2 separate regions of the Urocitellus parryii genome follow, and region 2 is linked to region 1. The links are chromatin contacts, called in public Hi-C maps. All regions are on one chromosome and are shown on one strand. Each heading gives the region's core, a stretch centred on a gene start, on an enhancer-like site or on the middle of the called end of the contact. The rest is flanking DNA. Distances are from core to core; before and after follow the strand shown.

Region 1 (7,773 bases), core at 2,956-5,455:
AAAAATAACTAATACAACTTGTATAGGAAGTTGATAATTGAACAAAAATACCTTTTCAAACAACATTAACATTTTCTTATTATATATTTGTTGTTCTATTAAGATCCTTTATAACTGCATTTTCAGTACAGGAGACAATCTTTGATATGACTTTCTTTCTACCCTTGGCTTTATAGATATCTCAAACATTTGTCCAATCAATAAACAACAAGTAGGCACTAAGTTGGTGCCTGGTCCAGCTTCAAATGCAACAATTTTATCAGCTAAGCTTCTATTTCTATGTTTGCTGGGTAGTTATAATATACTTTGTTATATTTGCCACAAAAATTTTTGCTCTTCTAAGTAAAACTGAGTTCCAAAGTTAACTCTATCTTATGCACTTCGTCGTATCTGACCTCAATTCTTCCATTCTTCCAGAAATTCTGTATTAATTCATTTGTCCATATTTCTATGTCTCTTTCCTTTGGAGAATTATGGTAACACTGCATTTCCCCAAATGTGGTAAACTGAAAAACTGGCCACAAAAATTGTGTAATTCCCTCTATCCATGCCTTTTTACAATGTGACTTGCAAATCCTTCTACTAAGAGGTAGACTTTGTTTATCCATATTGACTCTGGGTTTGGTCATGACTGGGGCAAATGTGATCCAAGCTGAGACTTGAAAAGCACTTGTAGGCTGGGGATTGCTCTCTCACTGCTGTGTGGAACCCTATGACTGTGCCACCATGCAAATAAACCAAGCCCTGGTTTGTTTGTTCCTTGATGACGAGGAATACTGAGATCTGTTTTCCCACATGACAATCAACTCAACTAACTTCCAGATACTGAGCTACCTAGCTGACAAGTCACTGCCCACACCTAAGTGGGCCAACCAAGTGTCGCACAAATTATCATTCCATAGACTCATAAGGTAAATAAACATCTGATTTTTTAGATATTAAGTTTTGGGATGGTTGGTTATTCCCTCAAAGGTATCTAATATATTGTTTCCTCAAAATTAGTCATGGGTGTATAATTTGCTTTATCCATTGAAATGTATCACTTCTATCAGAAGCCTTTAAGAGCTGGACTATGATTCCACATCATTGTTCTCTTTTCATGGTGACAGGGGAACTTTCAGATGGTGGAGCTCCATAAGTTCTGGATCCTGAATGGACATGGAAAAGTTCTCTCCATCTTCTTCCACACTGACCTATTATAAGAAATAAACCTTTGCATTAAGCCACTAAGGTTTTGAGTTTGTGTTACTGGAGCATATTGTAGGCCATTCTGCCTAAATTGGTAGGAATTTAATACCCAGAAGAATGTAGAAATTCATACACAGAAGAAGGTAAAGTTATGATAGAATATTAAAATATGTAGTTATATCTTATAGGCCCAATAGGTAGTGGCAAGGAGTCTTGTTAGAGGTTGGAAAGAAGGCAATCCATGCTAGTTAATGATGGTAAACTATTTGCTAAATATTTGATATATGGCTCCCATTATTTCCACTCCTAAATATGAATGTTTCCAATGTATGATGGTTTGAAGGTGCCCCACCCCCTACAACACACACACACACACACACACACACACACACACACACACACACAAAGCATATGTTGGAACCTTACTTTCTCATGCAATGGCTTTGGGACATGGGACCTAATAAGATGCAATGAGTCTCAAAGGTTAGAGTGAATGGATTAACTTTGTTATCTTGAAAATGAGTTTGTTAGAAAAGTGGGAGTTTGGCTCACCCTTTTAATCTCTTGCCTCTGCCCTTCTGCATAGGATGACACAGCAAGAAGGCTCTTGCTAGATGCCAACATTATTGTCTTAAATTTCCTAGCCTCCAGAACAGTGAGAGATAAATTTGTTTTTATAAAGTAGTCTGTGTTATTCTGTTACAGCAGCACAAAATGAACTAAGATAGTTAATTTGTCCCCGTCCCACCAGTATTTGTTAAATGTGTTTGTTTGTGTGTGTGTAAACTATAATTGGGGGAGGATAGATACTGTGCCTTTTTAGGTTTATGTAACAAGAGAAGCTTTATCCAGTGTTAATATATCCTACCAAGCAATACAGAGATGCTGGACTTCGAGATTAATGCTTTACTGAACAGAATTTTCAGATTGTCTCACTTGTAATAGGAGTGAATGTATTTTGTAGTGTAAAGAATTAACTGTAAATTAGTGGCTAGAGGATGAATTGTGATATCCTTGGTGCTATTCCATTAAGAAATTCTAGTTATCGTTCTTCTGGGCAAATAGGATTGCACCTCCCCTGCTCCTCGAAGATAGAGATACCTACATGATTTGCTTTGGTCAGTGAAATATGAGTGGAACAGACTCCTAGTACTTTTAGGAAGAACTAGTTTGCCATTCCTCATCTTCCTTTTGTTTATCAAACATGGAAGAAAGTTCCAGTCTTTCCAGCCTCCCTAAACATCTAGTTGCTTGGTGAGAACCACCTGGAATGAAGGTCCCTCACCCCTGAAGAAGAACATGTAGATTAAATTTTGTTTTGTTTGTTTTAAGGCACTAAGATTTTTGGATCCTTTGTGACTGCACCAAAGTGTTCCATCCTAACTAATGAAGACTACTACAGAAGCCATCAGGAAACCTACAAAGTCTAATCATCTTAGCAATTTATGTGTAGAAGTGGTAACTGAAACCATTCATTTATAATTTCAAAAGCACTTTCACTAGTGATTTCACCTGTCTCAAATGTGACTGTTCTAGGAAAGGTGTTTGTAAGATTTCCAACGTCACTGTTTTAAAAAAAAAACAAAAAACTTTTATGAAGGTGTAATCACATCTTCACTACTGAGGTAATGATGAACAATACTTCTTCGCGTGGAGTGGGTAAGAAAGGTAGATGAAGATAAGCCATACAAGGAGGGTGATACAGAACTCAGAAACATATTTCCCATAGACTTGTGCACTTGTGCATAAATTCCCAGTAATACACTTCTTAGTAAACTTTGGGTGGCTTAGCCTGGGTTTGGCCCTCTGCAACTATACAAGAAATAAATGCAGGCTTGCTCTGGTGCAAAAGTAAAAATCTAATTGAAGTCTAAATTTAACCAAAAAATTTCTTTCTCTCAGAATAAGTTATTTTCTTTAGCATAGTGCAGAATTCACTCCATAACAAATTTAAAGTGCTGAATCCCATGCCACATCCTGGCACTGTACTAGGGTAGAGCGAATGAAAGATGCCAAGGCACAGAAGTCTCAGGGGGTGGTTTCCCTCCAGGAGTTTATATTTTGCAGATCATAAAAAATTCCCTCCTGGAGTTTTCAGCCAGCTACGTCCTCTCCCTTAAATAATTTTCGGTGAAAAGTCTTTCATCTTTTTCCTAATTCTAGCAAGTATTTCCGCTTTGCAATGATCTCTTCGCCTTGGAAACTGAAGTCACTGCGGCATCTCTGGACGTCTGGCAATTATTTCAGATGCAACTGAATAGTTGGCTTGCCCTTTCCCTGTAGTGACAAGATGACAGTGACCCCTCAAAGTTTCCAACACTTAAAGCACACTTGCAAGAACCAACAATTTTTGCACTTCCATTGTGGAAGCTAAAGCAGCGCGTCTGTCTGGACAACGCCGGCAGTGTAAGGTCCTGGGGGTAGGGAGTGGGAGTTTAAGCCCACCTTAGGTCCTGCGCCAAGAAGTCGAAGGCCACTCGGCTAGCTACAGCGTGCTAGAGGACCCGTGGGTGCTCATCTGGGCCAGACTACAACGCCCAGCCTGCACCGCGCCAACGCCGCAAGTTCCGCTTCGGGACAAGGGCGCAAGGGAGCCTGGGAAGTGAAGTCTCCGAACGGCCAGCGCCAAGGCAGAAAGGAGGCGTTGCTAGTCAGCTCCTTTAGCACGCGGGTTCCTGGCTCGGCTCCGGGTCTCTCGCTCCCGCTCAGGGTTTTCGCGGGCGGCGGGAGCGGCATGGCTTGCTTGAGTAAACTCCGGGGGAGGAGGGGAGAGAGGAGTGGATGGGGGGGCGGGGTCAGCGGAAGCGGCAGGTTGCTTCCTTCTCCTCTGGCTCCCTCCCCGCCTCTCCCTGAGGGAGCGGTGGGAGGGGGAGGGAAGGGCAGAGGGAAGGTAGTGACACGTGTCAATCAACCCCCTCCGGGGGGCGCGCGCTCCGGGGCTCGCGCCGAGGGCTCGCGCCCCTGCCTCGTGCCTGCGCCGCTCGTATGTAAATGAGGGCGCGTGACGCGGGACGCAGATGGACAAGGGAAGAGAGAGAATGGCCGCTGCCGCCGCCGCTGCTGCCGCCGCCGCCGCCGCCGCCGCTCAGTGCCGGAGCCCTCGGTGCGCGGCGGAGAGGAGAGGATTCCGGCGGGAACTCGACTCTTGGCGCCACCGCCTCATGCACTGTGTAGGTAAGAGAGACACGGGTCGGGGCCCCGGGCTCCGTGCGGCGGCTGCTGCCGCAGCCCGAGGAGTTTGTGGCTGAGGGGTTTAGTTGAATCTCCGGTTCGGGTCAGTTCAATGGGGAGAGAGATGGGAGCGGCGGCGGCGCGGCGGCCCCGGCGCTCGCCTTTTGTCTCGGGGGCTCCTCGCCCGGCGCGGTCCGCGCTCGGTCGCCTGCCTTCTCGGCTCCTGGGCTCCCAGGGAACTGTTAGTTCGGACCCGCTCGCCGAGCCCGGAGGAAGCCACTCGCTCGCGCTCTTGCCGAAACTCCTCCGTGCCCGTATCGCCGCCAGCGGTCCTTGCTGACAGGAGGGGGAAGCGGCCGGGCTGGTCGGCGCCCTGGCCGAAGGGAGCCGGCGGGCAGGGCAGCGGGAGGAAGGCGGGCTGGTCCGCGCCCCCGCCGAGCGCACACACACCCCCTTCTCGTCGCCGGGGGCCGGGCTGGCGGACACGGCCGAGTTCCCGGGGATCCGGACCCGGGGGTCCCCGGGGCGCTCGCGGGGCCGGGGCCGCGGGTGGGCCGGCGGGGGGCGAGGGCGGGGGGCGCCGCCCGAGGGGCGGGGGGCGTCCAACTCTGCCCTCTCGCGCTCGGCGGTGGCGGCGGCGGCTCTGTGTGTACCCCTTTAAGAAGGAGCCGCTCGAGCGCTGACGGTTGGGATTTGAAGTTCTTCCTCCCTCTTTGGAAGTCTGGACGGCCAGGGGGGGGTGTTGCCACGGCAACGGCACCCTCTTCCCCCCCCCCACTCACCCCTCCGCGCGGACGCCCCGACGACTCCTGTCCTTTCACTGTCATGTGATGGACTCTCCCTGCACACACACTCGCGTCGCCCTCCCCGGCTCGCAGCCCGGTTCAGCTGCAAGGCTGCCTTCCCGGGGGAGGGGGTCCGACTCCTTTGCTCCAAACTTCTGGACTAGGAGCTCTCATTCTGTGGGTTGCTCGGGGTGGCGGGAGATGGCGGGACTCCCCACCTTGCAGCAGCCTTTTTTTGCCCGCGTGAGACTTGCGCCTGGAGCTGGTGGGCAGGCTGATGGGTGGGCGTGGAGGGGCCGGAGCGGTCGGGCCGGGCGAGCCGCGCGGGTTTGTGTATCGGGGGTGTGGGTGGGACTGGGTGCCGAGAGTGGGAAGGAAGGTTGCGTTGTGTCAGCGGTGGGCGATGGCTCCGCTTTTTCTGCTGGCCAGTAAATATTGGCATTGGGAGTTGGGGAGTGACCTTAGTGCCTTAAGGAAACAACTGTCTCACCTTGTTTTCATCTGTTCTTGCGCCACCTCGCGCCCCTTCCCCTTCCCCACTCCCTAGGTTTGTTTGGTTAGCTCCTTAAGATCTCTCCTGCTTTCACTGGTGGGGCGGAGGTCCTCCTAGGTTACACCAGTGACAACTTCATTCCTAAAGGTGCCCTGCAGAATGGGATGCCTGTAGGAAAACGTACGTGAAGGAAGACTGCTCCGATGAGGGGCGTTTAAGTGCTGTTTAAGACCTGTACTGTTTTATTTTATCTATATAAAATATGTTTTGGTGTTATCTGAGGAAGTTAAGGGAAAAAGCTTTAGTCAAGTGTTCATAAGTGATTTCAGTCTAAAAAAACCTCTGGGAATTCTTTATACCAAGTGTGTTGGTATTTGTTCTTTTTGAATACAAAATGTACCTATCTTTATTATTACATATGTGAAGATCTTTTCTGCTGGAAAAAAACTGCATAGAAATTGTTGAGTTTATTAAGATAGAATCAGGTAGGATGACAGCATTGTAATACTGGCTCATGCCGATACTATGTTACGTTTTGCCAAGGGATACAGTGATTTAAGGTTGTCTTTGGTCAGTTTTTATTTTAGAATATTTTGGGAGTATGTTTTTCTCTTGCTTATCCAGATGCGACTTTGCATCGCAAAACTACTTGTACCTTTGAAAAAAATCAAATTTTAATGAGACACAAAATTAACCGGATTTGATGGAAAAGGGAATTCAATTGTATTTCTGACTTACCTGCTTCAATACTCAAGTAATATTGGAAAACACTGAAAATTGAGTTAATATTGTATATCTAACGGACAATCTATGCTACTCTTTTAATGTAACACATAATTGTACATGAAAAGAATTTTTTTCCTGGGTTCTACCTATATTTGAGAATTGTATTGTTTCTTATAGTCCCAGTTCTAGTCAGGAGACCTATCTCATACTTGGTTTTTGTCACCATTATTTTTAAATAAACAATAGAACCATTTTAAACATGGTATGTACTTGTTGATTGGGTGTGTGTGTGTGTGTGTGTGTGTGTGTGTCTGTGTCTGTGTGTATGTGTTCTGTCATACTTATTTATGATCTAAAAGTAGTTTGTGTAATTATTTTGAGTCAACTTTTGCTGTTAATATGCTTACATTCATTACTTTGTAAACATATTTACAAAAAGCCAAATTTTTTTTGCATGTTTGACTTTATATTTCTATATTTAATAGTCATTGCTATTACTGCTTGAAATTATTTTTATAACATAACACCCTTTTTGCCTTTGGGGGGGGGGAAATGATCCAGAAGTTTTACTTGTAAGATAAGAAATTGTTAGGCTGCTTCTCAGGGTTATACAGCAACTTAGTGAACTCCTAGAGAAGTTTTGAATCTCAGCACTTACCTTGACTACTCTTTTAAGGTAATTGATTCAATTTTATTAATATAGTAAAAATTTATAAAGAAGCAAGTTATTGTAGTTGTCAGTGACTGCTTATAGTTAATTGTAAAGGTAAAATGCTTGACTCCCATTATAAAAAAGAAGTATTTACCTTCTTCTAATTGTGGAATTTATCTCTTTAATTTAGATTTTTGACCACTCTTTTGATTCATTCCTGGTTTTTATTTAAAAAAATGGAGAGTTGTCCCTCTTTGTCCCAAATAATGGTTCTGTTTTCAATGTGGAGCTTTATATAATTTAATGCTTTGTTTATAAGCATCATGTAGTATGTGAGTGTGCTCACTTTAAAAAACGTTTGCATGCTTATTGGATGTAGTAAATAGTACTTTGAATGATAATGAGCAATAATAGACATAGTCCTGAATCTTATGGAATATGTAAATGACTATCTGATGAGTCAAAATTAACAGAGTTAAGTCTAGAATAAAATAAATGTATTAGTACATTTAAAAACATCCAGACTTTGGTAGAGTTATTAAAATATCTGATTTGGAAGATAGGCCAGTTTTGAAAAACTTTATTATGATATAATTTTGATCTTACAAAAAAATTGGAACAATTTTTGCCTGTTGTTTCACATTTTGTTTTATTTGGCTTTATCATTCTTGCTTTATATTCACATATGTTTTTCTGAATAATTTGTGAGTAATTTGAAAACATCATACCTTTTTACTCTTAAAATTTTTTATGTATTT
Region 2 (7,773 bases), core at 3,831-6,330, 180 kb after region 1:
TTTCAGCTAAAACCTTAAAAAGGTAATAATAAAAAGATGGTCATTAAACTTAACACAATTTATAGATTTCTTAACTAGTCATATAAATAATATTCATCTTAGTAAGTTAACCAGAATCTCAAAAAAAAACTCGGACAAAAATTCAACCTAAATTATCTATACTCTCCATAATCTTAGAGAAACCACTATTATGTGCTAAGTATTTTCCAAAAGTACTTAAAGAAAATGGCTTCTTTTAATATGCCTGCAAAAATATTGAATATATTTACCTGATAAGCCAGTTTTCTGACAGACTCTTTTACATCCTTGGTGCGCCCCACAATTTTTGGCAAAGTCTTTGCTGAGGGTGCAATGCATGATAACACTGCACGCCTAACTTCTGAATTTGAATCATTTTCAACCAAAGTAGCATATGCTAAAAATAAAGTAATACATTTTAGTACTAAAGAAATTATTTAACAAGTCTTATTTTAAATTTTTTTTAAATTACATATTTTAGTCTCACACACATAATTTTAACTGAAAATATTCTCCACCAACTTCCCTTCTTTTTTTTTTAATTTTTTTTTAATATTTATTTATTTTTTTAGTTCTCAGCAGAAACAACATCTTTGTTGGTATGTGGTGCTGAGGATCGAACACGGGCCGTACGCATGCCAGGCGAGCGCGCTACCGCTTACCCCAGCCCCCAACTTCCCTTCTAAGGACAGAACGAAAAATTAAAAATAAACTAGGTGTACCTAAAAATAACCCTAAAAGTGAAAAGAAAATTTACTTTGTGGGCAGTTTATTTTAAACTAGTATGGCTTTATTAGGATCCATGATTTGAATTTTTAATGAATGCATGGTAAAAATAACTTCTGGTGGTCCTCACTAAAACAAAATCCATTTCTTATACTTAATTATATTTATTCTTGTACTTTTCACATTGTCCCCAGCTTCATTATCAAGTACATGTTGACTATCAAACATATATGTTTTATACAACATCATTATGCATATCATTTTACACCCCAAAATGCCAAATACTACAAGCTATCAAGCTTGATTACAAAACTGGTAACAAGGACAAGTGAATAGTTAAGCACAAAAGTGTCTAAAATATATCTAGCACATATGGAAAAGTGAAATTGACAATTTTATGACTCTAGAGGTAAAGTTTTTTTTTAAATAAGGGATTCAAAAGTACAAATCCTAACAGAAGTTAATAATTCTGACACTAGAATTTCTGCTCAAAAAAAGACACCTAAAGAAAAGTGAAAGAATGAGCAAAAACTGGAAGACATATGTAAATCATATAATCTAAGGATTTTCTTTTCAGAATATACAAAGAACTCCAATAAATCAATTAAAAATTGATTTTTAAATAAAAAACAGATAAATGGATAAAACACACTGACAGGCATCATATAGAAATAATAATGCTTGTGTAATGATGTTTTGGTCAATGACAGACTAAAAGCATGTGACAGTAGTCCCATAAGATTACAAAGGAGCTGAAAAATTCCAATCACCTAGTTACATCTTAGCTGTGGGTAACATCATATCATAATGCATTATTCACATGTTTGTGATGACAAATATAAATTAACATACTATACTGCCATTTATATAAAACAAAGTACATACAAGGTATAGCATTTAATACATGACACTAATAAAACACTTCTTATTGGTCTATGTACTTGTCATACTTTTTACGGTTTAGAGTATACGCCTTCCACTACTAAAAAAGTGTTTGTAGAAAAGTAATGTCATGCCATGTTGGCAGTAGTCTCATACATCTCATGTTCAGCACATCTCTTGATTGCACCAAGAAAGCACATTGAAAAATTGACCTATAGCATCCAGTTTGTATAAGTACTCTCTATGATGTTCCCACAACAACACAACCAGAAAAATCAACCTAAGAACACAAAATGTATTCCCATACTTACATGACACATGACTATATCTGGCTGCTAAATATATGAAAACATGAGCAACAATGGGATACACACACGCAAACATACACCCACATCACCACTGCATTTTAAATCTGATATTACTAAATATTGACAGGATATGGATCAATGAACACTTTCATGCTCTATTACTTGAAATATTAATTGTAAATCACTATGTAGAGTACTCATACCTTATCTAATAAAGCTGAACACACATATATTCCAAGTCCACTGTTAGGCATAAACCTTATAAAAATATTTGAACATACATACCAAAAGCTATGTAATTAAGAAAATTCATAATAACAATTTTTTTTAAAAGCAAAATAATTGGAAACAATTAAAAAATACATTAAGATTAGAAATAATAAACTATTAACTCCAAACAACAGAATGCTATATAATACATTAAAAAAGTATCACATATAAACACTAAAATTAAAAATAATTTTGAAAGAAAAATATAGTATAGTTCACACAAAATGATAGACAAAACTTTACAAGAGCCACATATGATTATGTTTTTCAACTAAAAATTAAGTTTTTTTTTCAAAAAAGCAATAATAATAATTACTTCTCAGGGACAGGTATACAATTGTGAGATACAGACAGGCCGACTTCAAAGACACTGATAATGTTCTTTTTTTAAATATTTTTTTAGTTTTCAATAGTCCTTTATTTTATTTTATTTTATTTATATGTGGTGCTGAGAATCAAACACAGTGCCTCACACATGCGAGGCAAGTACTCTACCACTGAGCCACAACCCCAGCCCATGTTCTATTTTTTTAAATACATTTTTTTAAGTAGTGGTTGCTACTTGGGTGTTCTACTCTTCTGTGTGTGTGTGTGTGTGTGTGTGTGTGTGTGTGTGTGTGTTACATATACATATATATGTAGTTCAAAATTAAAAAAAAAATTACAATTGCTGAAAAATTAACAAAATCAATAAAAACTGAAAAGATTTAGGAGGTCACACATACCTTTAACCACTGGACATTCATCATCCTTGGGATCCTGAAGTCGTGAAAGAGCCAGGACTGCTTGTATTCTCACATTTGGAATTTTATCTTTTAATCTAATAAGCATGGCTTCATTAATTTTATCAAACAAATCATCATCAATCTGGGCATTTTCTGGCATACTTCCCAAAAGCTTATTTATGAGCTGGCATACTCTAAATCTGACTGCACTGCTGTTTGCTTCATGAGACTAAAATAAAAACCAATATTCCTAGTCAACATACCATTCCTAAATATTCAATGCCACCTGAAGTGACAACAGTAATTCATTATTTGCTAATAAACTATGAAGGCATTTATATATAACTATATAAAGATACTTTTTATTCAGTTTGACAGTTTGAAAAAAAAGTATTTACTAAATTACAAATTATTTGTAAGAACTTGTAAAATAGAAAACTCACTGAAAACAAGTGAGAACTGATTGAAAGAGATCATCAAACACTTGATGCTGAAGTTATTTGTAAAGCCCACCTTTTACTGTTAACCAGAGTTACTCATTCACAGATATTTTCTCAATCACCAGATATTGTCCTGACATATACAAAATTTAAAGTAAAAGTTTCTACATTACTTCCCCAAGGTGCTAGTTTTCATAAGTACCTTTAAGAGAAAAGTAAACAAATAATTTAAAATGCCACCATCTTCCTCTTCCTCATCATCTTCCAAATTGGACTGGTGAAATGAAGTAACAAATTTTGCCGCGAATTCTATTACCCTCTCCACGGCTGGTTCCCGTTTATAAACCACCATAGCATATTTAAGGTAATGAACAAACTCCTCATGAAAAACTGCTTTATCATCCATCTGAAAAACAAAAGAAACCCCTCATAAACTGCACTGATTAAGATCCTTTAACCCAACATGACCCTAATACTGAGAGCACTAGCCAAAACACAAACTAAAATCATTGGTAAGCTCAGTTATCCAAAACAGCAAAAACAAAGAAGTAAGTCTGCACCAATTTCTCTCTAAACTATAATTTGCACCTCTCAGAGTGTACACCAGAGTGACTTTTGGCAGTTAAAGAATTCTTATATTTTCTTTAAATTTAAAATTTTCATTACGCATTTAGTGTCACTGGAGTATAAACCTGCTTTTTCATGAACTCACAACCAACACTACATATTTAGCCCTTTCTATCACCTGGAAATTTCCCTTGGTAAAACTTTCACATTCTATCCCATCTCCTACTTAAAGCCCTATTATACTTCCTTACAATTTTTCTTTGATATCAAGATACCTTCTCTTCCCCAAAATCATTGTCCCTTTGCTCCCTAGGCTCCACTCAAGACACATAGTAAGGGAAGGGCTAAGTTCCGATGTCTAATGGGCATTTGACGACTGGTTCCAGCTTGGCGGTGGCAGGAGGTTGGGGCTTTTCTGCGAAACGACGGCAGAGCCACCGAGCCCACTGACGCTCGGTGCCTCGGCGCCTTCCAGGTTCACTGCAGGCTCAGGATTAATGGCCCAAACCGTCCCGGAGATCGCAGGAGAGGAGGGAAGGGTCAGTGCAGAAAAGCCAGGGCGGGTCCCCGGGTGGACAGCGCCCCCGGCGACTCGGGCAAGTGGCCTGATCACTGTAAGCCGCGGGTCACGACAGCGAATAGGGGTGGAGGCAAGATGCATCAAGTCCGCAGAGCGACAGAAGGCCCTCGGGGAGGCTGGGCGGAGGAAGGTGGGGCGCGGCGCTCAGACGCGGGCCGCTGGCAGAACAGCTTACCGTGCCGTAGGTGCGACTCAGAGCCACCACCAGTTTCGCCTGGTTCTGGTGAGGCTGCTGTGCCAGCCGAAAGGCTTCCTTAATCGGCAGCAGCCTCTTCTCCGCTCCCATAGCGCCTAGATGACCGCCGTGGGCTCCGAAACCCAGCAGTCTAGTCTCCACTGACTCCCGTAGGCCGGCCTCTGAGCGTCCAGGGCGTGGTTACCGCCAGAGCGTTCAAATAACTCCCGCGGGAGATTGAAACATCGCGAGAACGCCGCGAGGGCTTAGGATGCTTGAGCGGGAAGAAAGGAGTCCATCCACTAAGAGCCCCGCGACTTGGGCGCATGCGCCTAGGGTGTGTTTCCCCGCCCCCGCGCCCCCCGTTTTTCCCGGTAGGAAGTGGCGTTTCTAAGGACAGGAGGCGTTGGTTCGACCGGAAGTGGTGCCGTCAGGGATGTCAAGCGGAGACTTGGTGCGACGTTCGGGACAGGGCTGGTGGCGCTACGCGTTAGCGGACTCGCGTGGCTGGGCGTGAGGCGAGAAAGCAGAAAGGATCCTCCACGGTGAGAACAGGGAGTCAGCCGAGGGAACCGTCTCCGCTCCTGCGGCGGGGCAGGGAACCCGAGGAGGGATGCGTGTGGAGGTGGAGGAGGGACCGGGCGTTGGCGAAGCCGGGGCGCGGCCGGCGCTCTCCGAGAAGCCAGCCGTCCCGAGTTCCCCGGATCCCGACACCCTGCGGCCCTTGTCCCGCCCTCTGTCCTGGCCTAGGGTGCCTGGCACTTGCCACGGCGAATGGAGGCGGGACCTGTGAGGAGGAGCAGCCCGGTGTAGTCGAGCTGCCGCTGGCTCCGGGCGTGCGAGCTTTTCCGGCGTCCTTCACAAACCTGCGGGAGCTCGGTGTAGTAAACAAAGGAGATCGCAGGGAGAGAGGTCTTCGGGGTCGTGGTTAAGAGAATGAAGTCTTTAAACCTTTTTTTTTTTTTTTTTTAATGAAATGATCTCCAATAAAAAGGAATACCTCTGTTGAGGCTCAGGACATACCCCTCCAAAATATGTCACTAGAGAGTGCTTACTTGGCGTATTTCTGGCTGTTATATTCTGAGAAACCGCAAATCAGGATTAGTTCTTAAAACTGTCTTTGTAAAGCATCCCCATACATAACCTCTCCGCATCTTTCCTTAACTATGGCACCACCTGCTTTCCTAAAAACCCCAAGCCCCTCTTCCTTCTGTAGTTCAGGATGCCTCAGTCATCTGACCCTTCTAGTCTCAGTGTCTTGTGAGTCTTCTGTGCCTGTGTACGTTATTAAATGTGCTTTTGTTGTTGTTAATGTCTTTTTATCAGTTCCTAATCCAACCAAAGAACCTAGGACGGAAAGAAACATTTCTCCCCTACACCTCAGTAACCACTGCCAGGTGAAGAAATAGAAAGTTACAACAAAGTTGCCTGTACAACTTTTGAATTAACCTTTCCTGAAATAACAGATATTTTAAAATTTACTGTTAATTTTGATCATGCAAATTTTTATATATTAACCATATGAATAAATATCGCTGAATGAATAGACTGTAGTGATTTGGATGTTTTAAATGTTATACGAATAACTGGCTTTTGCAGTCAATATGATTTTTAAGTTTATTCATATTGATAATGTTAATAGTAACAATGTGCCAGAGAACATTAAATCATTACAAAAACCCCTGTAAGGTAATTTCAGTCTCCTTTAAGATGATGAAGCCAAGGCACAGACCATCTGCCAAAGAATAATGTTCCTCTGCTTCATGTCCCTAATTCCTGAAACTTTCAGTATTCAAGTGCTAGTTAAGTGAGTTGCCTGTAATTTTGAAATTAACATGATGTCTAAATTTAAAGAAAAGAGAGGTATTCAAATTAATCAGAGTAAAAGCATAGAGGCCTAAAAATGCACAGATTATAAGGAGAGCATAGATAATCTCACTATAACTAAAAGGCAGAATACTTAGAAAGCTGTGGTAAAAGAAACCTAGAAAAGGCATTAATTTTTTAACCAGGTATACTCAATTTTATTACAACATGTCATCAATATAAATGATTGAGATAACTTACATTTTTTTCTAAGTCTTTGAAATTCGGTACTATTTTACTGTAACCACATTTCAGGCACTGAGTAGGCCCATGGAGCTAGTGGTACAGGGCTAGTGGCTACAGTAGTGAACTGCACAGAACTCTTCCTTTACTTTAGGGGAACTAGTTCATATACCATTTTTTTTAATGTAACATTAACTGATAAACCATTAGAACAAACTAATATTTGGTGACATTTTACTTATTTTGATGACTTTAATTGTACCCCTCTCTTTGTGTTTGGGTGCTTGCTACCTTTGTTATTTTGTAAAGTTTCTAATTGTATTATGTAGTACATTTTATTTGACTATCTCACCATCAATGAGAGACTTCATAATGTTTTGTTAGTTACTAAAGGATGAGGCATCTGGCCACCAGAGGTCAGCCTGTTTTCATTTTTTTTTTTTTTTATGATTAGTGCCATGCTTTTGTTCAGTATTTTTTGAAAATTATAATCTGAAAATTTTTTAAAGATGCTAGATTAAATTTAAACATCACAGTCTTACCACTCTAAAGTTTACATGGGTTTTGCCTTGTTTTTAGTGCTGTGGAAGAGAACAAATAATAACAACTATGGGAATTTCTTCCTGTCCTTGGTAAAGTTAGTTTGACTAAAAAAATAACAAACACTAAGAAAAGATGTGTATTAAAGGTATCAATTACCAATATTTCTTTAAAGGTAAATTGTACGTGGAAATGTATAAAGTACATTCCGTTTTTTTTTTATTTTTTTATTAGTTGCTCAAAACATTACAATGATCTTGACATCATACATTTGATTCAAATGGGGTACGTAATCTTAATCTTATTTTTCCACGTGTACAGATTGCAGGATCATATTGGTTATACAGCCACGTTTATACATAGGGTCATACTAGTGTCTATTGTATTGTGCTGCCCATCCTATCCCCCCTCCCTTCCCCTCCCCTCTTTCTACCCAATCTACTGTGACACATTTCTCTCTTTTTTCTTCCCCCTCACACCATCTTATATGTAA

The links. Hi-C and Micro-C count contacts between places; a contact is called where the count stands out from the background.
Region 2: a contact with region 1 is called in a Hi-C map of muscle, with 5 times the contacts expected there. The contact joins the promoter of Dcaf16 here to the promoter of Lcorl in region 1. A contact is called at or near these places in 2 of 2 Hi-C or Micro-C datasets (liver and muscle).

What each region holds. Positions count from the first base shown.
Region 1 is chr10:132,528,370-132,536,142 of mUroPar1.hap1, forward strand. Lcorl (ligand dependent nuclear receptor corepressor like) reads left to right here and starts at 4,206. Exons shown (of 3, transcript XM_077803431.1): 1 at 4,206-4,362. The coding sequence starts at 4,206.
Region 2 is chr10:132,707,232-132,715,004 of mUroPar1.hap1, forward strand. It overlaps Dcaf16 (DDB1 and CUL4 associated factor 16), which reads left to right and starts at 5,081. Exons shown (of 3, transcript XM_026403548.2): 1 at 5,081-5,236. It overlaps Ncapg (non-SMC condensin I complex subunit G), which reads right to left. Exons shown (of 21, transcript XM_026403497.2): 2 at 3,572-3,775; 3 at 2,930-3,158; 4 at 270-415; 5 at 1-13. The coding sequence starts at 3,775.